Linked DNA regions of Mus musculus: region 2 is linked to region 1. A link is a contact called in public Hi-C data. All regions are on one chromosome and are shown on one strand. Each heading gives the region's core, a stretch centred on a gene start, on an enhancer-like site or on the middle of the called end of the contact. The rest is flanking DNA. Distances are from core to core; before and after follow the strand shown.

Region 1 (3,079 bases), core at 517-3,016:
TGATGGTGGGTCTTATCTTTGTTGTGTTGATGCTGTGTTCATTGGTTTCTGTGGCCCTCTCTGGTATTTTCAAGTGGGTTGCCTGGTAGGCAGTGCGTCTGAGGTCCTGCTTGTTGTGACTGCTGGGTGTTCCAGATAGAATGTGGTTTTTGATATCGGGAGCTGATGCTTAGGCATGGAAATGGACTTGAAGCCGGGTTGATGGAGTCCACGGAAGGGAGGAGAGCAGAGTGTTCCACCAGTGTATGCTTATTACCCTGGCATTGGTGGTAGAGAGTGAAGAGAGGCCACAACAGGTAATTTGCTTCTGAGACAGGGATTGGACTAGAGGGTTGGGTTTAGAGAAGGATGAGAATAAAGACCTGAAAATTGCCAACCAACTCCCCTGGTCAGCATGGCAGGATGGGTTCCCAAGGAATGTCTGAGGGTATTGTTGCCTTAGACAAAGGGATAGGTGGTCCAGGAGAAGATTTGTGCAGTCCTCTAGAGATGGGGGTAGACAGGAAGGGAAGGCTATCACTTATGTAGGTGACCGTACATGATCAACTACAGATCTTGGGATGAGGCAGGAGCATTGAATTTGAAGCAGAGATAAGAGAGTGAAGGACTGAAGATCTACCTGCTTCTCTGGCCATTGTGGCTGATGGATTGAAAGGGTTTAGTTTGTTTTGGTTTTTTCTTTCTATAGCTATGACAAACAACTATTACCAAAAGCAACTTAGGAACAAGAGGGTTTATTTCTCCTTATAGCTTAGAGTCCTTCATGAGAGGAACTCGGAAAGGAATTTGGAGGCAGGACTGGATTAGAGGCCATGAAGTAATAGTGCTTACTCTCCTTGGCTTTCTCAGCCTGCGTTTGTATAAAACATAGGACTACCTGACTGCCTAGCTAGGTTGATAGCATCCACAGTGGGCTGTGTCTTCCTCCATCAATCACTAATTAAGACAGTACTCCACAGATGTGCCTACAGGCCAGTCTTATAAAAGCATTTTTCTCAAGTATGATTCCCTCTTTTCAGATAATGCCTGCACCTATGTCAAGTTGATAAAAACTAACTGGCACAATAATATCAATAGCGATAGTATTTTGCATCGGTGTTGATCCCTATACAGGTTAAATATTCCATACTTGAAAAACTGAAGAACAGAAATAGTTTGGATGTATTTAATTTGGAAATAAATTATTTAATTTATTATAATATAATATAATATAAAAGTCATATAATGATATAATGAGATACTTTGAGGATGAGGCTAAGATCTAAACATGAAACTTATTTGTGATTCACATATATCCTGTAAACATAGCATCAAGGTAATTGTAGCCAGTATTTTTCTGACTATAGTTTGTACATTAGTCTGTAGAGTTTTCTACTTGTGGTGTTATGTGCACACCGAACAACATTCAGATTGTGGAGGATTTTATACTTAATACTTTTGTTGTATCAGGAATCTTTAGAGGAACAGAACCAGGAGAATAAATATATTAAAGAGGATGTGTTAGATTGGCTTACACAATATGATTGGGTAATCCAACAGTGGCTGTTTCTACACGGAGAGCCCTAGAGCCCAGTTGCTGCCCAGTCCATGAAGCTGGATGCCTTGGCAATTCCAGTGATTCTGGAAGTCTGAAGGATTCCTGCAGAGCCTCCAGTCTTCAGTCTGTATTGGAAGCTTAAAGAAGTTAGGCTCTGATCTCAGCAAAGTAGGAGCAGCAGTAACAGAGCAGATGAACAGGAAGACAACTCAGCAGTGAGACATGGTAGCAGTGAAGCGAACTTCCTTCAGGACTTCCTTTATCTGGCTTTTGTGGTCAGGGGCTCCTTACACTCAGGATGCATGTTTTTACGTCACATAACCTGATTAAGGACATCCTCTGCAGGTGTGCCCAGAGCTTACCTCTAAGTCAGTTCCAGTCAAGTTGACAAAAAGAATAACCACCACAAGTCCACCACCCCTTGTCAACCTGATGTCCAGCCATATCTCCATATGTCCTAATGCTTATGGTTTCCATGTGAAAACAGTATCAAGGTATAATTCTGCCTGTTGTGATGTGACTGTCTCACAATCACCAATATGCTGCTTCCCCTGAGAGTCGGTGAAAAAAATATCCTGAGGAATGCCTAGTCTTTTAGTGTCCCATAGTTTTTATACTATAGATTTACAACACACAATTGATAACATAGATTTACAACACTTAATTACAGATATTACCTCAATAAGTTAACAGTATATGATGAAGTAAAGAAAACACAAATATCTGCTTAATGTGGATGTATAGATGCACAAGCATGTTCTTAACAAAACAAGATGGAAATATTCATAACAGCATTCTTGTTTCTGTAACTGTTGAAAAGGCCTTAGCTGGTATTTGTAACTAACTCGTACAACACTCATTCTGTATTTCTTCCACCTGAGCAAGTACCTCAGCAGGTCTTTGTTCTTTACCTAGGAGGGGGCGGGGGGGGGGGGGAGTGAGCTGCACTTTTATTCTTGAAATGTCTGGGCCATTTCTCATCCTGTCTGGATTGGGCTGTAGTTTCCTATTGATCTTCATCACAGAACACGGTAACACCAAGAGACACCCAGAAGGATCTGCTGTACTCCAGACACACTCTTTCTTGTCCTCATTGTGGAGAAGCAGCCTGATTTTCTCAAGACAGGCTGGATCAATCACTCTTCATAACACAGATATTTCTTTGTTAGTATGCTGACTCAAGGGAATGAGGTGTCCTAGGCAACCATGGGGAAGTCTTAGCTTCTACATCTGTGGAATGTTGGTCATGGCACTTGGCAGAAACAGTTCTCTATCTAGAACCAGAACTTCTAGGGCAGCTGAGCAAAGTCACAGGAACGGGAAACAAAATTTTTCCTGTGGGCTGCTCAAGGTGGTGAGTGGCACCATTCCTATTCCCGCTTGCTTCTGGATGCCTGAATCCTGCTGTAGGAGAAAGGGGCATTGAAACAGAGCAAATGCAACTTTCTGGAGAACTCCACCCAGCCTCCAGGCTAGTGTCACCTAATTGGCTCCATAACTCTGTCTTAAAAGGATATTCTACTGTTCTACCAAGCCTGGTAG
Region 2 (3,005 bases), core at 350-2,849, 170 kb before region 1:
CTGTAATGAGATCTGACTCCCTTCTCTGTTCCTCTGTTCGCTGTCTGAAGACAGCTAAGTGTACTTACAAAGAACAATACATCTTTAGAGTGTGTGTGTGTATGTATGTATATACACACACACACACACACACATATATATGTATATATGTATGTGTATATGTATATATATGAATGAATTAAAACAGCCTTCCATAATGTCACACATGCCTAAAATTCCAGCACTGGAAAGCAAAAGGCTTGTGAGTTCAAGGCCAGTCTAGTCTACATAGGAAGCTGCATCCAGAGCTACATAGAAGTACCTGGCCTCAAAAATCAAAATAAAATGGGCATTTCAAAAGCTGGCAAAGAACTGGGGCTTTTTATTTTTTAATAATTAGTAAGTTAATCCACTTACATTTTTCTTCTGTTAACTGTTTTAGCACTTCACCTACAATCTGGAAAAGAAAAAAGGGGCATTACCTTTTGCCAATAGCTTAGAAATGGCAACATACTTTCAAACTTTATCACCTACCTGTCCAACACTTTGTAGTGCCTTCAAATCATTTTCAGACTTTTCATACTGCTTGGTAAGTTCTTTTAATTGTTCCCTTACTGAAATAATAAAATTTTGACATTTTAAATTAAACAACTGCATAAAATTTTTTACTTAGGTCTCTTTTACCTTAGGTTTCAAACCTACTGTTTCAAACCACAAAATAAGATTTTTTTTTCCAGTTTGTAGTGGATAGGTGGCATGTTTTAAAATGAAATGTAACAGAGAAAGTATCATATCTATTTTCTTGGTAGGAAATATTTTTAAGTTACATTTTTAACCGATAGTGACATCCTGCCACCTTCAGATTTGCTACAAAACTAAACGATAAGGTGAATCAAGCCTCCCATAGCTACACTAAGATCACCTGGCTTACTCTGGTTGTCCATACTAAATTAAGTCAACCAACGCAATTCTTCACCGAATCCTAGGCTGCGGTATTCTCTCATTTAATTAAATCACGCAGGGTTTTCAAAACGTGAATGTTCAGGGTATACAGAAAACTTGGTACTCAGTATGACGCCTGAGGGAAGACGAGAAAGGCTATTACAACCACTGAGCCCCCTTCTACCCCAAGTACAAGCCGCCTCCGTGAGTCCCGCGTCCGGCTGGAGCTTCTTTGACTCAAGCGTCCTCCCATCCCCGGGTCCCGAGACTCCAAGCCTGCCTTCCTGCACCCGGAATATGTCCCCAGCCCACTTGTACCTCACTCCTCTAATCTTCCCCTCTTCCACCTCAGAACTGTGGCTGTTCTCTATGCCACCGGACTGGGACTGGGGCCATACCCACGGCCGAGGCGGTGCTGCACCCCAGCGCGGGGCGGGATGACAAAGCGCCTCGTCCCTGGACTCGGGCCTTCCCAAGCCAGGCGCTGTTTTCGGGCTCAGCCGAAGCCTCCGCTCTATCAGAGACCGAAGCCGGTCCAGGCACTAGAGAGTGTGTCAAGGCTCACTCACGCTCCTTAAGACGGCCGTCAATCTCCTTGTGCTCTAGCAGCTTCTTGCGATAGTCCTGAAGCGCCTTATCTCTAGGGTCCGCCATGATGAGAAGCCGTCGCTCATAGGGGATGCCGGGAAGGGCCATGGCAGCCCGGGCGGGGGAGGGGGCGGGGCGAGGGCGCAGAGGCGGCCTGGGGCGGGACCGTGACTGGCTCCGCCCCTTCCGGCTGGCCCGCCTCTGGCTCCGGGCGCCGAAGTCAGTCACCTAGAGCGGCAGAAAGCCTCGAAAGCGCAGAAGATCGTCTCCGGTCACACTGTCCCCTGCAGGCCAGAGTGAGCAATGCCTGACTTAGCTACTGGCTGGCTCAATATTAAGTCACTGCTTTCTTAGAACGCCAAAGGATCTGTAATAAACTGAAAAGCAAGAGGAAATGACAAGATTTTTTTTTTTTTGAGACAGTGTCTTGTAATCCACACTGCCTTAGCACTCATTCTGCAGCGCTGGGCTTGAACTCTGGTCCTCCCCCCCCCCACCACCGGCTTCCTAGTGGAATTACAGGCAAACTCGAACATTCAGTATGTGCTGTGTGGAAATCGAATTCAGAGTCTCCGGCATGCTAAGCAAGAGCTTTCCCAACTGAGTCACATTTTCAAATTCAGCCTTTTTCTTTCCCAAATTATTTATTTTTATTTATGTGTTTATGTGTGTGCCTTAGTGTATACCTTAGGAGGGCAAGTGCTCACAGAAGCCAGTAGAGGGCATCGGATTTCTTGGCTCTGGAGTTACAAGCAGCTATGATTTAAAAAAAAAAATCTTATTTATTTTATGCATATAAATATCTTGCCTGCATGTATGTGTGTGCAGCACGTGTGTGCCTGGTGCTGGAGGAGGTCAGAAAAAACCACATGATTCCCCTGAAACTGGAATTATAGACGGTTGTGAGCCTCTATGTGGATACTGGGAACCGAACCCAGATCCTCTCCAAGAGCAACAAGTACGAATACCCTTTGAGCTATCTCTCTAGGCTCAGTGACTGTGTTCTTTTAAATTATTATTGACAGGCTGGGAGTGTACCTTTGGTAGAGTATTTGCCTAGCACACAGAAGCCCTGAGTTTATTAACCCCCAGCACCCTAAAACTGAATGAATGCACTCCACAAACACACAGAGATCTTTAGGAAGAGCCGGAAGCTCACATAACCAGTAAACCACTTTCCAGCCCAAAGATGCAGCCTTTTGATATCAATTGCATGAGCATAAGTAGGAAATTTTCAGTTACCCAATAAAGCACTGACCTGCTTGTAATCAGAATATTAGAAAATATTCTAACATGTAATAAGGAAATTAGAAATGATTTGAATAGGGGCCAGAGAGATGGTTCAGTGGGCAAAGGCGCGCTTGTCATGGAAGCCAGGTGACCTGAATTGGATTCATGGGACCCACTCAAAGTTGGCATGAGGTCCACATGCACAGATGCATAAATGATAATAAATCATAAAAATACCTTAATGTAGTAAATGCTACAATTGAAAT

What was found. Hi-C and Micro-C count contacts between places; a contact is called where the count stands out from the background.
Region 2: a contact with region 1 is called in a Hi-C map of B cells, with 6 read pairs. The contact joins the promoter of Psmc6 here to the enhancer-like site in region 1. A contact is called at or near these places in 1 of 484 Hi-C or Micro-C datasets (B cells), 1 of 115 datasets of contacts at active chromatin or transcription factors (memory CD8 T cells) and 2 of 9 other capture datasets (adipose tissue and liver).

The regions. Positions count from the first base shown.
Region 1 is chr14:45,154,433-45,157,511 of GRCm38.p6, reverse strand. All of the region lies in intron 14 of Txndc16 (thioredoxin domain containing 16), which reads left to right. Among named protein-coding and RNA genes, the nearest start is that of Gm34362, 21 kb to the left of the region's middle. Within about 2 kb of position 1,766, at least 89 of the 459 cell types and tissues checked have an H3K27ac peak or open chromatin away from gene starts, as enhancers often do. A contact at or near this core is called in B cells and memory CD8 T cells, where this site is marked.
Region 2 is chr14:45,328,418-45,331,422 of GRCm38.p6, reverse strand. Psmc6 (proteasome (prosome, macropain) 26S subunit, ATPase, 6) reads right to left here and starts at 1,599. Exons shown (of 14, transcript NM_025959.3): 1 at 1,491-1,599; 2 at 514-593; 3 at 397-436. The coding sequence starts at 1,575.